Linked DNA regions of Anser cygnoides: region 1 is linked to region 2. Evidence: chromatin contacts called from public Hi-C data. All regions are on one chromosome and are shown on one strand. Each heading gives the region's core, a stretch centred on a gene start, on an enhancer-like site or on the middle of the called end of the contact. The rest is flanking DNA. Distances are from core to core; before and after follow the strand shown. Region 1 holds the start of COBL (cordon-bleu WH2 repeat protein). Region 2 overlaps COBL (cordon-bleu WH2 repeat protein).

Region 1 (4,966 bases), core at 1,043-3,542, 94 kb after region 2:
GCAAACCAAAGAACAGTATCCTTCTTTTAAACGTGCAATTCTCAAGCAGCTGTGCCATGAAATACATGCAGTCAATTTATCTGTGTAACGTATACAGCAGAGCTGCTTGACTCTTTACCAAATTATACATTAAATTAGTTCACCATTAAACAAGGGAAACTCTTAACATTACTGTTAATGATTTACATAATGACAAAACAGCTCCGCCTAAATTTTGTTAAAAATTGTAAACTTGAGGTCATTTTAACCTCTTGCTTTCGTAACTGCCAGCTAACCCAGTCAACAAGCTGGGAATTTATATAGCATTTCTTCTGCCACAACAGGAATGTTTCTGCCACAGTCACCTTAAAATCACGCTCCTGGACAAGTTCCACAGATGTAGGTGATACCTGGATTCATATGGGAAGTGACACGGACAGATGAAGCTGTCCTTGTCACATTTTTCTGGTCCTAGCTGATTTCCTCATGGAAAGAGCAAAACTTAATCAGGGACCAAACAGCCACTGGTCCTGTACAGCTGTTAAAAGTTCAAGGAATTACCAAGTGCGCAGTGAAACCCCTGGCTAACAGCACAGGCACATCCAGGCTGAGATTTTCCAGTTGCCAAGAAAAGACAGGAGTATTTCCACACGCACATGAATTCAGGTAAAGCAGACGGGCAGTCCCTGTCAGCATGCATCACAGCTTTGCCACCAGCATGCTGCTATGCGATACCCGAAGCACATCTTAAGACTAAATTCTGCTCCTTGAGCTGTTGGGAGCAGTCTGACTAAAGTTAGTGCAGTTATTGTAACTTCTGGCCATCTGTGTGATACCAGAGTCTGGCCATGGCACAACCTCATGTACACAGAGATGAAGCTGGCTGTGTACATATCAGGAGCTTTATTCAAAAGTGCCCTCAGACCTCAGTGTGAACCTCTGAGAAGCATTAAAATATGTTTCCTTACTCCAATTTCAAACATTTTAATGAAACTTTGGATACCTGGCAAACAGGACAAAATTTCAATCTGCACTACATCTAGAAGAGTGCTGGATATTCGTCAAAGCACACACATAAACTAGTATCTCCAGCCTCTGTCAGGATTTTAGGCAACTGCCACCCTACTACATCAACTCTAACAACAGAGAGGGGAGACAGAGGGGGAGGCACATTATGCTTACTGGTTTTCATAAAAGGTTAGCCTAGAGGTTCATAGTAAAGGGTCATAATCAAATAGACCTGTCTTTTAACAGGAATTAACTATTTATTTACAAAAACCAAAGCAAAACAAAACCCCAGCAAGCTGTCGTACCCTCCACAAGTGGCAGAAGCACTGCACACAGGCAGCTTCGCTGCCACAGCACCAGCACCGGCATCTCCTCACCCGCTGCCCCCTGCTCTAATTTCCGCGGCACGCGCTACAGGACTTCCCACCGGACACAAAAACCGAGGAAATTAAACGCAAAACAGCTCCTGCAGCGCCCTGACACGCACTTTGGAGCCGTTTTCTGCTCAGCCCTGCGGCTTGCCCGTGCCGCGGGAGGCCGGCCGCTCGGGGCACCTGCCGGCCGGCTCGCAGGGCGGCCATGCCGCGCCGGGGGGACCGGGACGGGGGAGGACCGGGGGGTCGCGGCGGTGCCTTACCCGCTCGGAGGCTTGCCGGCCGCGGGGCGGACCAGGGTCTCCATGGCTGCTCCGGAAGGGTCTGGACACGGGCCCGGCAGCGAGGAGAAGGAAGAGAGGGCAGCGGTGAGACGCGGCTCCCCCCCCACACTCCACCGCCACCGCCCCCGGTCCGCCCGCTCCGCGGCGGGCGGCGCTCCCCGGCCGGGCGCTGACAGCTCTGCCGGGCCCTCCTACCTGCCGGGACGGGACGGGACGGGACGGGACGGGACGGGACGGAGCGGGGACGGCCGTGTCGCTGCCCACTCAGCGGGGGCGGAGGCAGCGCCAGGCCGTTTCCATGAGACTGCCCGCGGCAAACACAAACACGGCGGCGGGCCCCGAGGGCACGGCCACGGCCCGCCGCCCCCGCACCGGGCGGGGAGAGCAGCAGCAGCAGCAGGAGGAGGATCCCGAGGGATGTGTCGGATCCCCGATGTGCCCTGATTTGGGCACCCCGGCCTCTGCCGGCCGTTTCAGGAGTTTCCCTGCTCCCCCCCCGCTCTCCGTGTGGTTCACCTTGGTTTGCAGCCGCGGTGGGGGGGTGACGGAGATGGCGGATGGGCCAGGACACCAGACAAGGCAGGGAGCGGGAGACACGAGCAAGCAGGCTGAGTAAAGCAGCGGTGAGGAACTCCAGAGAGGGTCTGAGGGAAGGGGGAGAACTCCAGAGAGGGGCTGAGGGAAGGGGAGATGCTCCCTGACTTGCCTTTCCACCGAGCTGCCTTGGAGACTGACCCCTGGGGTACAACTAATTTGGCCACCCCTTTTCCCAACCCTCCCCTCACATCAGCCTTGAGCTCTTATCTGTGCAAATTCTGCCCCTCAGAAAGCTACGCACTCAGCTCTGCGTCCATAGGAAATTCAGTAAGCTCCTCTGGCCTCAGCAGCCAGAGTTTCTTCCTCAGCAAGCAAGACTTGGCAAATCTATGCCAGAAGCTGCACGCCAGTGATGGCATTGCTATCTGCAAGCTATTAAATATTTGGAAACGTTCAGACACTGGATTAATTCGCCAGTAACAGAAAGGAAAAGTACGCCTTCATCTTTTCTGTACTACGTGAATGGAAGATTACCATATACCCCCACCTTTGCCTTCTACCCGTGCTCCTGCATTATGATCAAAGCACCTGTTTATGTGCATTTACCTCAATGTTCAGTAAAACACTTATTGTGCTATAGGCATCCTTAATTTCATCTTCCCTCACTTTGACAGCCTGAGGACTGACTCCTGGCTGCTCAGCAGAAAGTTGAGAATGCTATTTTCTGTTTCCTTCTCCCCTTCCGTGTTATACAGAGAGGGCCTTGGGGTAAGGGAGGCAGCTGGCTATCCCAGCCGTAGGTAGAGAAGCAAAAATACACATTTGCAAAAGCAAAGCATTACTGGTCTCTTATTTCCCTGTTAACATGGGTAAAAGTTGACTGAGTCACCACAGCTTAGTAATTACCCCTGGTCATCCGAGCCGTACGCCACAGTAATGAGCCACATGCATGTTCTTAATTTGTGCCCTTATGAAAATAAATAGCCTAGCTTGCATACTTTGTTTTGCAAGCTTTGTGGATTGGAGTCTGCACGCTGTCACTTACCATAGCTCCAGGAATGAATGGTGAGCTATTAAATCACCGGATCTTGATTTCATAGCACCGTTCATTGTCTACTTAGTATATTTTCAATCTCTCTTTTTCACTCCTAAATGTAAACAAATTCCTGACTATCCTAGAATACATGCTAAAGCTGCATGGGCACAAAGCCTGTACAGAACCCCCAAGACCTTCCCACCTCCACATCGACAGCAAACTACACTGCGCGGTTCATTTCAGGAACTTGAAAGATTTTCCCTTGCCTCAGCTGCAACTCGTCCCACTGCGCTGACCCTGAAGGAAGGTACACACAGCCTGCATCACACCCACTCCTTCCTTGTCCGTCCCTGGCTCTCACGCCCACCTGCATGCCCAGTGACATCCCCACCGCTCCTGGCCCCTTCTGCAGCTGTTTCACAAAGCAGCACCTGCGCTGTCTTCTCTCCCTGCCTATAGTCCTGTTGCTGTTCCCTCTTCTCACACCCTCTCCTTGACTTCACCATTTCACGTTAGTTTATTCTCTACCAATGTTGTCTGAATGTTTTCTACTTGATAGCATCTTCTCTTCCAAGCCGTGTAAAATGTCATTATAGGAGTATATAAACGCTGTCACGACCCAGCACAAAGTAGTGTTTTCTTATTATGTTCATTTTATACAGCACAGCAGAAGAGTGACATAAATCACTGAAATCACCATCTCAGTGCCTCTCCAGAGCGCCAGGAGCAGCAACACAGGTTGACCACAGCCAAAATCCTTCACTCCCATTTAGCTGATGGAAGAGCCAAAGGAAGTTTGCAGAGCGCGGGAGCTTGTCTGCGGTCTCCAGTCTCCTTGGCAAGCAGCCCAGCTCTCCAGAAAGGGCAAAGGCTGCGCTTCTAGTGAGCATTGTAATCCCCACAACTGGGATGCTGTGCTCAGTTTTTAGGCGTGGTGCTTTAGGGCTGAGAGGGGCTGTATGAGTTCTTGCAGATCTCATAAAATATCTGTGAGAGTGAGCATTTTAGCATTTCCCTGTCTGTATGGCTTCATCACTGACCATCTCTGTTTAGATGGCCTCCTCAATATATTTCCAAAGACTACTAGGCCATCCATATGACAACATTTTTCCTATAAAATAGTTTAGGCCTTTAAAAATAAAACTTAATCAGCTGTGCAAAATCATGTTTCTGCTTTTATTGTCTTCAAGACATTCTTTGTATTTTTCCTTACCTTCACTGCTAATAATATTACCAAACAAACCTTGAAGACTACATTCTTTTTCCAACAAATCTGGCCTGCTAGGTTTCAAGGATTTTGGTTTATATTATAAACTTAACTGAACACAGAAGGAATCTAGTAAGACAAGTCTAATACTGAAGATATTTTTTCTAATGTAGCAAAGAGGTTAAAATTAGGTCAGCATTAGCTAACATGCACCAGTTAACCATGCCTTTTCTCTAATCTAGCATATACCTTTTCGTATGATATAGCTATTTGAGGGCCATCCTACAGTTGGAAACAAGGTTTGTTATAGATAGCAAGGCATAAGTGCAACAAACCTAAGTTTATAGCAGGAAAAATTTGTGAATAGGAGTTATTAATGTGGTTAGGTTTAGTTAATAGCAAACATAAATTTTTAACCACATAAATCCAACTCCTCTTCCCATTCTAAGTAACCTGGAAATTGCCATTTAGGCATTATTCCCTGTAAGAGAGTATGTTTACTGTACAGTTGCAAAATTCCTGGCTATGTAATTATAAAAAT
Region 2 (5,053 bases), core at 1,650-4,149:
ACTAAACAAACAACAGTATCACCCAAAACTATGTGTGGGACCATCCCAATTCTTCTCCCCTCACACAGAACTGTAAGAGATCTTGAAATAATTAAGAGCCATTTCACAATAAGCTCTGGAAATAAAAAGACATTTATTAACCACTTTTAAACTCTTGATATAACTGTAACTGAACTGAAGCTTTTGCAGCATTGTACGAAAGACAAGTGGTAGGTTGGTATGCTAGTAAGATTTATGGCTTAAGAGTTTTTAAAATATTTTTGCTATGATTTTGTACATAATTTAAGGCAGTTGAGAAGAAAATATTTTGATCCAAGAGGAGCTGTTCTAGGAAAATCAGAGAGATAAATCTTTCAGCTGCAGAACGGAGACATAAATCTGTCCACTAAACTTGATGATATAAAAGCTACTCTATCCAGCTGATTCTGCATTTTCACAGGGTAACAGATGCTTCAACATGCCTAGCACCAGAAACCACAAGAAGTCCCAACTGAACGTTAATGTGTCTTAAACAACATTTACTCATATGTCTAATATTCCCTGGACAGGTCATACATTATTAGGCTTTTCACTGACATTAGGCATACACTGACAAAGGGAAATTCTGGGAGCTCTCACAGAAACTGAGCTTATGAGCAATTCATGAGGCTGACCACCGTCAGTTACACTGTATTAAACTGTCTATTCAGCACTGAACTTCTAGCTTGCTTCCTTATTGGGTAGCACTCCATTACCGTTGATTAAAAACTGAATTTCTAATCCATGAGTATGTTGTAGTGGCATTCAAAGACAGAAGTCTGATGTTTCCCAAAAACATGTCTTTATGTTGCAGAATGCATTTGAGTGGTGGGATATTTAAAGTGCCTACTAGGATGCCATGCAATGCAACAACATATTGTAAAAGCAACATACACATGGATACTAAAAAAAACTGGCACATGGAAACAGCTTGAAAAAGCATATTCTTTGAAAAACTTGTCATTTTGATAAAATGCATAGAAATGACTACATTTCAAAAACTGGCAAGAAGCTTCTCTGGCTTGGTCATTTCAGTACTGTACATATTGATTTTCTAGTCCTGGATCTCACAAATGAATAGGATAAAAGTAAAAGTAATAGGAGATTTTGAAATAAACCATACGAAGATAAGAAATGAATACTGTCATAGCAAGATTGATCATCTGACATTTGGATTGACTGGACCCAAGGTCTTGCACTACCTTTGACATGTCAGTCTCACACAGCACACGTTTACATAGGGAGATTCCCAAGCTGCTGCCAAAATGCAGCACTAGTAACTCACATGATCGTTTGGCTCATGTGATGGCTGTCCCCCTGCCATACTCATGGCCTCAGATTCTGAGCTGCTTTTCTGCTGGAAGTGTTCAGTCTCTGTGTTAAATTGGGAAGTCAGGCTTATAATTAGCATGCAAACTGTATTGGTCTTTTGAAAATACCCTTACCATTATCATTTTAATGAGCTGCCATAAAATATTGCATAATTTTGCCCACTTTTATGCTGTTTAATTTCAAATTAAATTTCTCACATTATACCATTCTGGTATTAAACAGGATTTTGTAATGAAATTTAGTGGTCATTACCAAAACTGAATCTCTGGCTGCAAAAACAGCTCAGTATTAATAACAGATAAAAAGGTTAGCATTACTGGATTTTACAGAAATTGCTACGCTTTTGTGCTGTTTTTATTCATAAAATGAAAAAGACAAAAGTCAAGGATGTCCTTGAATGCTCAGTTGATTGGCGACAGAAAGCTAAATCAGTTGACACAAGAAAGCCACTACAAGGTGAAGGGGCAAGCTCATTTTTCCGTCTGTTTTTATTGAACACACCCTTTGTGAAATGTCATGGTCAAGGGCAGTTAAAAATTAATGTCATTCTAATCTTCTTTAAACACTTTAACTTGTTCAGCTAAATGTGTCAGACAGGAAACTATCCATAAACAAATTTGAGATGTTAAATTACTAAGATAGCTGTGATTTCCTTCTTTTGCAAAATCTCATTACTAGCTGGAATATTATTTCCACTCAAGGAAGTCACTCTACAGCAGCAAATGCTTTCACATGCATTGAAACATGTAGACTACACAAGTCTGCGGATGTTTGTTTTGGCAGAGAATTGAACTTCCTCTGTTTCTCTGAATACAATGTAATCCTCCTCATTTATGTCTTCATTTAGGGGAAAAAAATCAAAAACCTCAGTCACTTCAAATTCATATTTTAAACCACCACAAACTGATTTGCTATTAAGATTGATTTCTCTTCTAGAAATAGCCTGTGAAGTAAAACAAAAAAAGGAAAAAAAAAAAACAAACTCAAAATTTTCTTTTAATGTTTGTGCTTATCTTTTCAGTTAGAGCAATAAATTTGAATAGAACAATTGAGCATTAATTAGAGTTTAAAATACACAGTTGGACCGTAGCTTAATATTTCTTCTGGCAACTTTATGAATGAATTTGATAGGTGTCTGTCATACCTCCTTGAGCCACTAGTGCCTTTAGGAAAGGCCCTGGCATGAGGGTTTTACGTATAATATTTTCTTCCTCCGTATCACATTCAGGATTACAGGCTGGTTGACTAGTCGGTCTGTTGTTCTGTCCCTAAAAATCTGAGAAACGTCATAAGCCAGCTGAAGATCTGAAAAATTTAGTTTGCATCTTTGTCCAATTTTCTGCTAAAAGGATGGGCTGTAATCTAACATGTTAGGGCCAGAAAGTGGATTGCAATCACACAAACATTCTACCAGAAGCAAGGAAAACCATACCCTTTCTGCTGCCACTAAACTACATACCTCTCTGGAGCTTAGGTTTTCCTTTACACTTAGAATTTTCTCCTTCAGAGAAATTCGATGGGAATTTCTAGTGCTTAGAACAGCACCAAATCCTAAGCAACATCCTTACAATTATTCTCAATTTAGAAAAGAGCACACCGGATTTATCTGCAGTATTCGCCTTCCTTGGACAAGCCCCCTCTGTCTGCAAACACACAAAATGGCTGGGAAACATGTTTTGGGCAGTAAGTCAAGTGATAGTTTCATGTCATCATTTCCTGCTCCTCCCTGCAAATTTCCACTCAGTCTAGCTCCTTCCAGGGCTTACAAAGGGCAGCCAGAAAGCCCTACTTCCATGATCTTGAGAAACCAACGAGAAGGTGGAATAGCAAAATGGTATCACGGTGTAGGTTAGACGTGTTACTATGGACTGTAGCATAACACAGCTCTACGCCAAGCCACTCCTCACAAGTATAAGATTTTTATCACCCAAAACGATGAATGGGCTCTGCCACAAACCTTGGTTTGAGAAACCCACCATGGCATTCTGCTTCCTATCCTTGCCTGGAAGTGGCAGCAACACGCAGCTCAGCAGGGCTCGGGGACAGTCTGCTGAACCCTGATGTCCTGGTTAAGGTGGGCACACAGCAAACAGAACAACATACCCGTACCTTTGGTTGACCTACACTGTTCGTTCTTCAAAGAGATGAAAAACTGAAGTGTCATGCAGTCAAATGAACTGGATTTGCATTCCCCTCTCTCTGTTTTTATTACTTTCATGGCTTGACTGTGAATTAACTCAAACAAAAAAAAAGCTTTAGAAAGCAGTGAACAGTTTTTACTAGATTATATCTATTTGTGATGTTTCTCCTTGTTTTCTTATTTGGCTAAAAAATGACCAGAATGCAATTAAACCTGATTTACACAGCATACATTTACTTAGTTAACTTTTCTAGTATATAAATATTTACCTTTCTAATTTAAGATATAAGAAAGGTAGAGTTACAAGTGAAATCTGAAGAGTGATACAAACCCAGTTTCTAAATTAAGCAAGGGTCATTTTTCACTGCTTACTGAATGCCAGTTCTTTAGAAACCTTGCAGCTTAAAATTATCTGTCTATTTAACTTCCCCTAAATACCTTAACCGACAAAGTCTAATAATTACTCAACACATACTTTCTCTTTAATGAGAGTTAAAGCTTACGATGACATCAGCCTGTCCTATTTGTCTGTGACTTGCAAGCCAGATGAAGTTTACTTACTAAATGTTGCAACCCTGCCAAAATTCAGGGCTGCATAGAACAGTATGTTCGGGCCCTGATGTCTTGCCAGATTTCAATGAAGTGCTTGACAGAGACCACATGTGGAGGTCAAGTGATACTATCATGATCTCACCAGATGGTAAATTGTGGTATTATTCCCAAGGCAGGTAGCATAATCTGTTCAGAAACAGTTGGCAGGTGATCCATGAACTCACAGCCAGAAGCAACTGGATTATTGCAAAAGATCAGGAATGTTATTGATGTTGGTGGAAAGACTTTTCCAAGAATTTTTCTTGCACATAATCTAAGGGCTCAACTCTGAAGCTGTATGTTTTCTTGAAAAAAAAAAAGGGGGATGTATTTTATTAACTGCTATCCTAAATCAGAAGCCTTCCCATAAACAAATCTTGTACACTTACATGATTATTATATGATGCATGTTAAGTGGTAAAAACAAAGACACAGCAAGCTCAGTTTGCTTGGGTTCCTGTTACTACACAGGTTAGAGGGCAGGACTGGACTACTTTGCAGAGAACAGCAGTTGACCACAGAGAACTCCTCAGCCAACCACTAAGGAGTCTCACAAAATCCTGTAGGTCTTCTTTTCCTATCCTTCTCCATTATCGACCAATCCAAACCACAGCGTGAAACAAACTGCACTTCACACAATCCAGCCTTCAGTTAAAGCAGGTAAGAACTTAAAATCAGTTCTGGACTCATCTGGCCTTCCCTGAAAAAAAGCTGCAAAAATATTTCTAAAAATGTGACAAAACCGCACTGTGGACTCCTCTTATGCAGTAACTTCTTCATAATCAACTTTTTTTTTCCCAATCTAGAAAAGCAATATTCTCCTTCTAATAAAGACAGGACTTTAAAGCAGGTTTTAAAATTTCGAGTTCCAATGGTACATTACCTATAAATTGACTGCGTGTTTTATCTGAGTAAAGACAGATTCTCCAATGGCCAGTGTAGTCAGTATTACTTCTCCTTGTGCTTCTGAGA

What was found. Hi-C and Micro-C count contacts between places; a contact is called where the count stands out from the background.
Region 1: a Hi-C map of liver shows a contact between it and region 2, with 1.8 times the contacts expected there. The contact joins the promoter of COBL here to the enhancer-like site in region 2. A contact is called at or near these places in 2 of 7 Hi-C or Micro-C datasets (both in liver).

Annotation. Positions count from the first base shown.
Region 1 is chr2:90,334,223-90,339,188 of Taihu_goose_T2T_genome, forward strand. COBL (cordon-bleu WH2 repeat protein) reads right to left here and starts at 2,293. Exons shown (of 17, transcript XM_048079156.2): 1 at 2,162-2,293; 2 at 1,625-1,685. The coding sequence starts at 1,668.
Region 2 is chr2:90,239,217-90,244,269 of Taihu_goose_T2T_genome, forward strand. The region is part of intron 9 of COBL (cordon-bleu WH2 repeat protein); the gene reads right to left. Among named protein-coding and RNA genes, the nearest start is that of COBL, 95 kb to the right of the region's middle. Within about 2 kb of position 2,900, at least 2 of the 3 cell types and tissues checked have open chromatin away from gene starts, as enhancers often do. A contact at or near this core is called in liver, where this site is marked.